Regions from separate parts of the Mus musculus genome. Here regions 2 and 3 are each linked to region 1. The links are chromatin contacts, called in public HiChIP or PLAC-seq maps. All regions are on one chromosome and are shown on one strand. The core of a region is the stretch at or near the end of the contact, and the rest is flanking DNA. Distances in the headings are between cores, read along the strand shown. Region 1 holds the start of Elavl1 (ELAV (embryonic lethal, abnormal vision)-like 1 (Hu antigen R)). Region 2 has its middle 18 kb from the start of Gm6410. Region 3 holds the start of Shcbp1 (Shc SH2-domain binding protein 1).

Region 1 (3,415 bases), core at 222-2,721:
TTTTTTTTTTACAAAGGACATCGCAGGCTATAAAGATGACTCAGCTGAACAGACATTGGTTGCTGAGTGTAAACCTGAGTTCAACCCCCATATCTCTTATGACGGAAGAACTGACGCCTCCAAGTAACCCTTTGACTCTCACATAGATGGTCACACAAACACATGCATATTATAATATATACATATTATACACATATACACAAACACCATCCTTTAAAAACACGTACATACATACAAACAAATACATACATAATATAAAAATTTTGAATATAACTTTTTTTCAAATCCTGTAGAACTACTTTTAAAAGGTTACCTACACGCAGCGGCTGTGTTGCAGGCCTGTAATCCTAGAACTTGGGAGATGAAAGCAAAAGGATCATTTCACTGACATCCTTCGTTACACAGAAAGTTTAAGGCCAACCTGGATCATATGAAACATCACCCTAAACCCCAGCAATCAGGAAACAGAGGCAGGCAGATCTCTATGAGGCAATGGTCAGCGTGATTTATAAGTTCCAAGCCAGGACTACTTAGGAAGATCCCGACTAAAAGAAAACAAACACGCTAAAAAACGGTGGACAGAGGTAGAGACAATAGAGAAGTTTTCAATCAAACAGGGTGGCATATACGTTTCTGATAGCACTAGTCCAGAACAGCAGCCTCCAAAAGGCACAGGCAGTTGTTTTTCTGGTCACTGCCCGACTGCCTGGCACATAGTAGGCATTTTAAATTTCGAAGGAAGTGGGGCTGGAAAGATGGCTCAGCAATTAAGATCACTGGCTGCTTTTACAGAAGACATGGGTTCAGTAGTCGGCTCCCAAACGCAGTTAACAATAGTCCCCCGGAGGATCCGACCTTCTCTCTGACTCCCATCTGCACTACACGCATATGGTGCACAGGGTTAACATACATGCAGGCTGAACACCCATGCATACACACTAAGAAAAATCTTAAAACCAAGAAATTTTAACTTTAGATTCCCAGAGGCTGACCATGCTGACCACATCCTTTAACCCGCTTCACCAGATAACAAAACTGAGGCCCGGCTCAGTGACGTCAGCCGGTGCTCAACTGCAGGCAGACCGGAAATGTCCGGGCCGGGATTCGAATCGGGGATCCTGTCCTCCTAGCGAGGGCTCCCGATGACCAACTTGCTTTCTCTGGACGTAAGCGGCTGCACAGCCCGCATTGTGAGGATCACACGACGTGCGTTCTATAAAGAGCGCCACTCTTTGGCCTCGACGTCCAGACGGCGTCCACTGCGGGCCAGGCTCCAACTCACCCTCTCCGCGGCCATCGCCAGCCACTTCGCGACTCCACTGGGCGCCTTGGTCCACCGCGGACGACGCCGACAGGAAGTCCCGCCTACGCCGCGCGCACCCGCGTACCGCGACAGCCATGCCAACCAATGAGCGTCGCTTCTTCAAAGACACTGACCAATAGCAGAGCGCGCTGAGCAGGGGGCGTGTCTGGGCCGCGGGGCCGGGGAGCGGGTCGTGCGCGCTGAGGAGGAGCCGCAGCCGTCGCCGTCGCCGTCGCCGTCGCCGTCGCCGTCGCCGCTACCGCTACCGCTACCGCTCTGCCGCCGCCGCCGCCGCCGCCACCGCTGCCGAGGCCGTGCGGAGCCGTTATCGCCGCGCCGCCCGCCCCGGAGCAGAGTCCCGGGCCTTCCCGCCCGTGTTCAGGTGAGGCCGGAGGCTTCGGCGACTTCCGAAAGAGTAGGCCGCGCTAGGGCCTGAGCTCGCCTAGCCCCACGGGCGTCCGCCGGGCCTGCACCGGCCGAAGGCCCCAGGCCGCGGTAGGCCTGGGTATGGAGACGCGCGTGTGGGCCGCGGCTGGGCGAATGGGAACCGACTCTGTTTGATTCAGGTTGGCGACAAGCCTCCGCCGGGCCAGATTCCTCTGGGCTCCCGCGAGAGAGGCGGGAGAAGGACACAGCGTGGGCACGCGCTTTGGGGGGCCGGGCTCCGAGGCTTGGGGGGCCCCGGATAGTTGATCTCGGAGGCCCGGTGATCCGGGGGTGGAAGAGTGGAGCGAGGACCTTGGGCGCCAGAGGTCATGGCCCACAGACTTGCTCCCTCGGGAAATCCCATAGATTTCTTTTGTGGACGATTTTCTGGACACACCGCGACGAATCATGAGGTCCTTTTAGAAGTGTGCAAACCTTTCGTCTGTGTGTAGAAGTCTAGAAGAGAAAGGGGAAATTTTTTCTTTGATCGCCATCTCTAACAAAGCTGTTTTAGGGACGTTTTCATTTGTAAAATAACGTGTAAATATTAAAAAGGCAATTGCACGCTGTTGAACAATGGGTAGTGATGATGGATCTTCCCTTTCTCTTGTCTTCTGCTGCTAAAGCATGCCAAAATGGGTTTGACGCCTACTATGTGGAGAGCAGGTGGAGAACTTTTTTGCACTAGACAGAGCTTCCATTATCGGAAGTGTCCATGTGGGACACCGCTGGCCAGAGCTCTAGAAGAGGCAAGATCGGATGTTAAAGCTTTCTTAACCTCCTTGTTACAGGCAGTTAGAGTCAGATAATGGTTGGTTGGGAGGGCCTGGCTGCCCTATGCATTGCAGAAAGTTGGATAGCATGCCTGGCTTCTTCTGCCTACTGAGTATTAGCATCTCTGCCTCCTACTTCTTCCAGTTGTGAGTACCAAAAACACATTGAGGCGTTGCTAGGGTTCTTTCTCTCGTTTTTTTCCCTCCACCAAAACACATACACAGAGAGGTGAGAAATCTTTAAGCAGTCTTCCTGGAAAAGTTCTTCCAGCCCTATCCGATGATCTGGGTGAAGCACCTAAGATCTTGAATAAGCCGTATTGAAATGCCTGTGAAATAGCATGGGGAAAGTATTGTGCAGATGTAAAGATGTGAGGAAACCCCCAGTACACATGGAATATGCAGTTAAAATAATCACCAGAATCTTTCAACAATGGACCATGTGTTCATACTTCACGGGCATGTCCCCAGCCCCTAAGGTAGATGTTACAGTATCCATTTTAGAGAAGAAAGTGAAACAGGATAATCTCTTGCACTGTAGTGGCCAATGCAGGGTTTGAAAGCAAGTCCTAGATACCGCCAACATATTGAATACTGGTGTATGCAAAACTGTTGAGGTCTGGTTTTGAAAATGGTGTGAGGCTGGAGAGGCGGCTCAGTGAACAGGAGCACTTGTTACTCTTGCAGAGGACCTGTGTTCAGTTCCTCGCACCTACATGATGGCTCACAGCCATCCATAACTCCAGTTCCAAAGGATCCCATTCCCTCTTCTGACTTTGCAGAACATCAAGCATACATGTGGTTCCCATACAAACAAAACACACATAAATCTAAAAATATTTTCTTAATGCTGTGACTTCAAGGAGTGTGAAGAAGCTGAGAGAAATAGGAAATGTTTCTGTTGAAGTGCTGG
Region 2 (3,662 bases), core at 483-2,982, 370 kb before region 1:
AAGCACTCCTGGGCCGGGCTGACACCTAGCCTCTGGCAGGGAAGGTGCCCAGATGTCTGGAGCCTGAAAAGGGGGCTGCCTCAGAAGCTCTGTGACTCCCGCCTTTCCCAGAAGCTGTTAGCTTTTGTAATCCACACTCTCACCTGTGCAGAGTAGTCTTGGTGGAGTCCAGGGTCTATTATTATTTTAAACAGTAGGGATGGGGTATGTATTCTATGGCGTAATCAATATGAATAAGTTCTTTTTTTCCTCTTTTCTGTGGGTTCTAGGATTGAACCCTGATCATCAGGCTTGTATCTTCTGACAACAGTTTCTACCCTTTGAGTCATTTTATAGGCCGGGTATCAATAAATCAACATTAACTCTTATAGATTAAATCTTTACTTGCAGAAGCTTAAAACGTAGTCTGTTCCCTTCTTTGGAAAACAAGTTCTAGACAGGTTTGTGTGTGTGTGTGTGTGTGTGTGTGTGTGTAGATGAAACTTTTAGAAGTGGGGACCTCTTAAGGGTTGTGGGATCTTCTAAAAAATTTTAATCAGTGTATAATGGTAGTGTTCTTGGTACCACTTAGTAACAATCAATTCTTGAAAGAAATCTTTCATTTTAAGCCCTTTCAGAGGCACAGACACAGGGAAGTGCTTCCCTACCAGGGAGAATTTCACCCTGCAGGAGACATTTTGGCAGTATCTAGAGAAGTTTTTTTTTTCCTTTTCTTATGTGCATGTGTGATATGCATGCATGTGTACATTGGAGGCTCAAAGTTGATGTTGTGAGTCTTCCTTTCTTAATCATTAAAGCAAAGTCTTTCAGTTAATTCATAGTTCTTGGATATGGTTAGTCTAGCTAGCCAGCTTGCCCAGGCAAACCATGTCTGCCTTCTCTGCATTATAAATATAGACAGGCTGCCACACCCACTTGGCATTTATGTGGATGCTGGGGATCTAAACTATAGTTATTATGCTTGTATATGTAGCAAGATCTTTAGCCATCAACCTATTTCTCCAGCCCCAAGAACCATTTTTTTATTGTATAGAACAGGAGGGGATGTTGCTGGCTCCAGTGACTGGACCCTTAGAAGTGGGTTATGTTCTTCTCTTCCATTCCTGGACCCACCCAGTGAAGAATCACTTGGTTCACAATGGCCATAGTACTACTACTGAGATACTGGCACAGAACATGGAATGATGGAAGACTGTTTTCCTCAGAGATTGCACATAACTCTTGGGTCAGGCTGGACACAGTCTCTTGAGAAAACATAAAAACTAGGACATAACTGAACAAGAACAGAGTGTGAAGCATGGCTTTTCCAGTCCTTTCTCTAATGCAAGCCTCACCAGAATTATTCTGTGCTTGAGTTTCATTAAAACTTAACTGTTTTAGGCTCCTTCTAAAGATGGTGTGTGTGTGTGTGTGTGTGTGTGTGTGTGTGTGTGTGTGTGTGAAGCATTTGGACTTCAAATTTTTTCTTTTGGGCTGGCTACAAAACTTCCTTAATTTCTCTTTTCAAAAATTGCTCAGGTAGTTTGACATTTGTGTATAGAGATGAAGAAAATAGACTGAATAAATGGTAGATCATTTTCAGATAATCTTTAATCAGAATAACTCATCAAAGGAAGCAACAACCATTTAACAATTTGTGTCATAAATGAGCAGAGAGAGGCATGTGAGAATCCTGCATTGTGTAAAGAGTTTCAGATCCTTGTTTGCTAAGAGAAATATCTGTAACATCTTTTTTTTTTTGCTGCACCAAGGCTTCTCTGAATAGGAGCACACCAGATTATCTCTGCCACATCCCTGGAGCTTATGTTCCTCAATGGATGGCTTCACTGAAGGAACTCAACTTTCAGCCAGAAATTTCCTGACTTTGCCTCATGCATTGACTCCCTGCTAATGGCCTGTCATAACCCCGGTTATTTTTGTACAGAAGTCTCCCTATTCTCTGAGCAGGTGGATACCATGGGAAGGGCTACCCATCAGTTTCTCTGATCTCTGAAGTCCCTTTCCTCCCACTTTTGGGATGTTCTACCATCATTAACAGTATTGATGAAAATCCTAGGATAACTATTTTTGAAAATTACAAATGGATTTATGAAGTGTGTCAAGATAGTGAAGGGCTTCTGATTTGATAAATCTTGAGAAAGAATCCAGGTTCAAAAGATGATTTTATCATCTGTTTGATCCAAGGAAAGCTGACTCCATGGCTTGCTTGAGGTCTAGCTAAAGTAGCTGAGCTGACCTGCCTGGCATCACCACTGGGAAAGGAAAATTCATACTCTAAAGCTAACATGCTGAAGAGAACTCTACCTGATCTGAATAGAGAAAAGTATTCTTTTCTGAACTGACTTGCAATACTGTCCATGCCCCAGTTCCCTTACAGCAACACTGTTATCCCCATGCCCAGCCTCTCCTCTACACTCCATGTATGTTGTATTTTTTCTTACTTTGAGATTGCTAAGTAAAGACATAGCTCCTTGTCTCTGTCCTGACTCTTAGCACAGTATATGAGACACAGAAACCTCTTCAGATGTTGCCTGAGTCTTGCCCCATGTCTCCCTTGAGTACTGAGAAGGCATGGAGCCCAGACTTCTGGAACAGGTGAGAAAATAAAGTAGTTTTATTTTTCAGAAGCGCCCTTTATGGCTTCCATTGTTCCCAAGCAAGCATGCCTCCAAGTGGCAGTTCCTGATTGGCTGTCATTGTCTGCATCACCAATCTCTAGTCTCTCAGGCAGGCCCTCATGGGGAAGTTACCTACAGGGCTGCCCAGTCCCACTTGATGTTTATGCAGAGTAACCACAGCCTTGTCAGTGAGATCTCCTACATTCAGAAACACTGGCAGAATGCTGTTTTCTTCATGTGGTTGCTCAGATTATTTTGAAAGACATACATGTTTTTCCATTTTAAAAGTTAGGTATGTTGACGCACCTCCTCAGTGTAAAGCAAGAGCTCTGCAAATCCAGGTTAGTGGATTCAGTAGAAAAAAACTGTAAATGATTTTTCTAAGAAATGTTGTTTGCAGCTTGCCATTACACATCAAACTTTCACCCAACCTACAAACAAGTTAGTAATGTGTTTTGAGATCTTTATGGTTTCTCTGCTTGCTTACAGTGTATTCAATCTGTTCAGAATTAACTGATCTTTAAGTAAAACAATGTATTCAATCTTGCTCTGCTTTGGCCTCTCTAAATTATGATTTGCTCTATTTTTCCTTAATGATTTGTTGATTCCTAGCTCAGAGCAATGCATTTGTGCAAAAGATGTAGGGGCTAGAACTATGACCATTTGCTGGAAGCAGTAAGGTTTGAACCTCTTCCTCCAATGTTGAAAGCAATGTGGGCATAGATTAATAATACCCGGTTGTGTCCTTGGGTGATATTCTGAGTCAATAGAGTCAGAGAAACAATTTTTCCCTTCATGAGACCTCTGTAAAAACCTAAGACAAGAGTTCCTCATTCCTCTCCCACACTGTCTTTGCTGTGATGTTCAATAAATAGAGTGGATAGAATGGCCTATGTTTAAGAGATCAGCTCAAAGGTCTTCAAACAAACCAACCAGACTCACTCTTGGGTAAATGACTCCAAGGATCAGTTTCCTTTCTTACCATTTGTGGTGTTCCCTCCAAAATGAGTTGGCCTAAGAATCAAGTCCCTATGCTCTGGAGAG
Region 3 (3,479 bases), core at 402-2,901, 450 kb before region 1:
AAAAGCTATTGAATTAGCTTGGAGAAGTTATTCAACTTTTTCATGAGGTCTGTACCTCATTGTGAAATGAGTAGACCGTACTGCTACGTCTTATCTCATTGGAATATTTTTTAAGAAAACATGCTTTTTCAGTACATAGCAAGGAGCAGATTACTGGGGGATAGCAAGACTAATTCCTGAAGACTGATAAAATATTTATGTATTAATTTACATATGTTTTGTGATACATGCATGTTCATGTGAGTGTGTGGACATAAGTGTAGATAACAGATGATTAGGTCTGGTGTCTTTTTCTATGGCTCCCCACCTTATTTTTTGAGATAAGTTCTCTCACTGAACCTGAACTTTGCCAATTTGGATAGACTTGCTGACCAATAAGATCCAGGGTGGTCCTGTCTCCAAACCATCCCTCTTCCAGCACTGGGATTACAAATGGTTACTATCATATCTAGTTTTTTATGTGGGTCTGGGGACCAAACACGTCCTCATGCTTGTCTAGCAAATATCCCATCAGTTGAAACATTTTTCCAGCTCCATAGAATGATTTTTGAAATTTAAATAAGATATTGTAGGTAAAACTTGCTGGCAGTATTTTGTATAGTAAATAATAGCTATTAACGTTAGTTACAGTTTAATTTATTAAAAGTTAATCAAATAGCATACTAAATATAACTTTTTGAGACGTTTTACCATATCACCCTTACTGAACTGGAATTTGATTTGTAGACCAATCTGGCCTGGAACTCCTAGAGACCTACCTCCTGTCTCTGTCTCTGCTTCTGACTCTAGAGTAGTAGAATTAAAGGCATATGCCACCACAGCCTATCTAAATATAATTTAACATTACTTGAAACTACCCAGTGTCTGGTTCCTGATGGTGACAGTGACAGAGCTGCTTATACCAACATTCTAATATTGCTTCATCTGTAGCCAGCTCCTGAGTCATGAAGGGATTTACACACACACACACACACACACACACACACACACACACACACGTAATAGCATTCACTAGCAGTGGCTAAAACACATACATGTTTTTGTTTGTTTGTTTGTTTGTTTGTTTGCTTTTGTGTTGTTTGTAATGATCTACTGTAATTGACAACCACACTGATTAAGCCAATTAAAACTTTTACGTCCTTTTTATTGGAGATCAAACTTGAGCCCCTAAAAACTTACTTGTTGACAAAGCTCAAGGATATATAGTTTTAAAGGTAAACCAAAGTAAAGTGGGTGTTAGAGTAATCTTGAAGCATTTATTATTAGCAGAAAATAGTAGTTATTTTAGACATAACTTGCTAATTATTTCGTTTAATACCTCTGACCATGGCCAAGGCTCTGGAAATCTTAAAGGTGTTGCCAAGGTCAACTGACCTAAAAACTCTTTAAGCAAACATAGAGTCAATCAAGATGGCATATCTTAATCATTTCACTTTCATTATCTTTTCTACTATGCTCAACATCCAAGTTTGCCTTGCTGATTTTTGAGAAAGCATTCCAAATTACATCAACATTCAACTTCCTTTTGTTACTGGGAAGAACTTGATCGAGAACAGTCCGCCAATCCCACAGGTGGCGCTGAAGGACTATCAGAGCAGTTACTGAAAGCTGAAGATGCTCCTCTAGTCGAGTACTGACGCTAGAGATGTCGTCATCGCGTTCTGGTTTGTGACAGCCGCCCGCGTAAATTTGAAATGGCTGATGATTTGCGGGCTGGTGGAGTTCTGGAACCTATAGCTATGGTTCCACCGAGACCTGACTTGGCGGCGGAGAAGGAACCGGCGTCCTGGAAGGAAGGTGAGCACCTCAACCCGAGTCGGAGAGCTGTTTTCGTGGTTGCCGGCCGGGCCTGGCCACCCTAAGGACGCGATTACCTGGGTGGGGAGTTCTGTGCTGGGTCTGGCCCCGCTCTCACGACTTCGGAGTCGGGAGATACTGTGGCCAATTTAGGCTCTCTATCCTCCTGACTCAGCTTCCGGAGAAGAGAAGGGGTTGGATCTGGGTGGACATTCCCCAGACGGAAGGGACTCAGGGGGCTTTGTATTCATTTATTTCATGAGCCAAGTTTTTGTTTGTTTGATTGATTGATTGATTGATTGATTGATTTGTTTTTAACCTACATCTAAGGGATCATGTGCTACGCTTCTCCTTTTTAAAAACAACCTTGAACTCTCATCCTATGCACTGGGGACAGATGACAGCAGAGCTGAGTTTGGATAGAATCCAGAAATAGAATTGACCCAGCTTTTCTTTTCTTTTCTTTTTTCTTTTTTTCCAACACAAACCACCAGCATTTATTTCCTGGGCCTAAGTATCAGTCTTTTGGTAAAAAGGGCAAAGAATTGGTCAGTTAGTTTTGAATCCAAATCCTTTCCCCAAACTGGATCTGTGAGGCGCCATGAGGAAACTTAGAGCTGCATAGATCATCAGAACTGAGCTTAAACCCGCTTTCAAAACAAAACCAAAACCCAAAACCAAAGCAGAAGAAAAGTGATTGTCAGCTTCTCTCTCTCTCTCTCTCTCTCTCTCTCTCTCTCTCTCTCTCTCTCTCTCTCTCTCTCTCTCTCTCTGAAAAAGTTATGTTTTTTTAAAAATGTAAAAGAAGCTTTAAAAAAGGGCTAGGAAGATCTTCCTGACAGACAGGCTGGCTGGAGGGTGAGTGGTGACAGGACAGTCCCTGTCCAGGTGGCAGCTGCTCACCTAGGGGCAGGGCCTGGCTCAAGCCCCGCCTAGCTGAATAAATAATATCTCGTGGTGCTGGTTGTCTTCAGAGTGTACCTGAGCACCGTGGGGAGGTGGGGAAGAGTGGAGCCTGCGGTGTGGGTGGAGGACTTGGCTGGAGTGGGGGCCACAGAGGATTCCATGAGGCTCTCAGTCGGCCTGGCTGGCCAGGGCTCCAGTCCGGGAGGTACAGCAGGTCTCTTCCAGCCTTGGGACCACAGGCAGACTCAGGACGAGGTGTTCGCATCACTGCTCTCAGGCTGGCTGCTGGCTTCCTTGTCTGGGGTACTTCCCTCTGCCTGTGCTTCTCCCTCAAGTGCGAGCTCGCCCATGTCTCCAGCGAGCTTCCGCATGCTCACGGCCTCCGAGTCTCCCTGGATGTCAGGGACTGCATTCCGATGGCCTGTCCGGTCGCAGGAGATGAAGTCCGAGTAAGAGGACTCGACTTCCATCATGCCTGTCGCATCGCTCCTCAGGCCTGACCAAGGGACAACCAAGAAACATGGGTGCTAATACTGCCTTGAATGTGGCCGTGGGATTTTCAAAGCTCACAGCAGAAGTCCAGGTGGTCTCTCTCTGACTGTATAGCAAGTCTAGTCTAATTCCGTTTTCCTGCCTGCATCTCTTCAGGTTTTTCACTCTTGATTAGCCAGTGCAGAAGGTCTGCCGCCTTGTCGCCTCATAGAGCCCCAGCCCTAACCCAGCTTTTCTAACCCTCAGCTTCATTGTACCTAATCATGGGAATTTTATTTGCCAAA

The links. HiChIP or PLAC-seq counts read pairs in DNA pulled down with a chosen protein or histone mark.
Region 2: an H3K27ac HiChIP or PLAC-seq map of bone marrow-derived dendritic cells shows a contact between it and region 1, with 3 times the contacts expected there. The contact joins the enhancer-like site here to the promoter of Elavl1 in region 1. A contact is called at or near these places in 7 of 39 promoter capture datasets (the C10 cell line, the HPC-7 cell line, cranial neural crest and 4 more) and 1 of 115 datasets of contacts at active chromatin or transcription factors (bone marrow-derived dendritic cells).
Region 3: a CTCF HiChIP or PLAC-seq map of the NIH/3T3 cell line shows a contact between it and region 1, with 6 read pairs. The contact joins the promoter of Shcbp1 here to the promoter of Elavl1 in region 1. A contact is called at or near these places in 1 of 39 promoter capture datasets (pre-B cells), 1 of 15 datasets of contacts at CTCF or cohesin (the NIH/3T3 cell line), 1 of 484 Hi-C or Micro-C datasets (CD4 T cells), 3 of 115 datasets of contacts at active chromatin or transcription factors (bone marrow-derived macrophages, memory CD8 T cells and thymic regulatory T cells) and 1 of 9 other capture datasets (liver).

What each region holds. Positions count from the first base shown.
Region 1 is chr8:4,323,156-4,326,570 of GRCm38.p6, reverse strand. It overlaps Elavl1 (ELAV (embryonic lethal, abnormal vision)-like 1 (Hu antigen R)), which reads left to right and starts at 1,471. Exons shown (of 6, transcript NM_010485.3): 1 at 1,471-1,685. It also overlaps a transcript of Ccl25 not described here.
Region 2 is chr8:4,690,876-4,694,537 of GRCm38.p6, reverse strand. No RefSeq gene overlaps it. Among named protein-coding and RNA genes, the nearest start is that of Gm6410, 18 kb to the right of the region's middle. Within about 2 kb of position 1,732, at least 1 of the 459 cell types and tissues checked has an H3K27ac peak or open chromatin away from gene starts, as enhancers often do. A contact at or near this core is called in bone marrow-derived dendritic cells, where this site is marked.
Region 3 is chr8:4,777,739-4,781,217 of GRCm38.p6, reverse strand. It overlaps Shcbp1 (Shc SH2-domain binding protein 1), which reads left to right and starts at 1,651. Exons shown (of 13, transcript NM_011369.3): 1 at 1,651-1,797. The coding sequence starts at 1,695. It also overlaps the pseudogene Gm6334.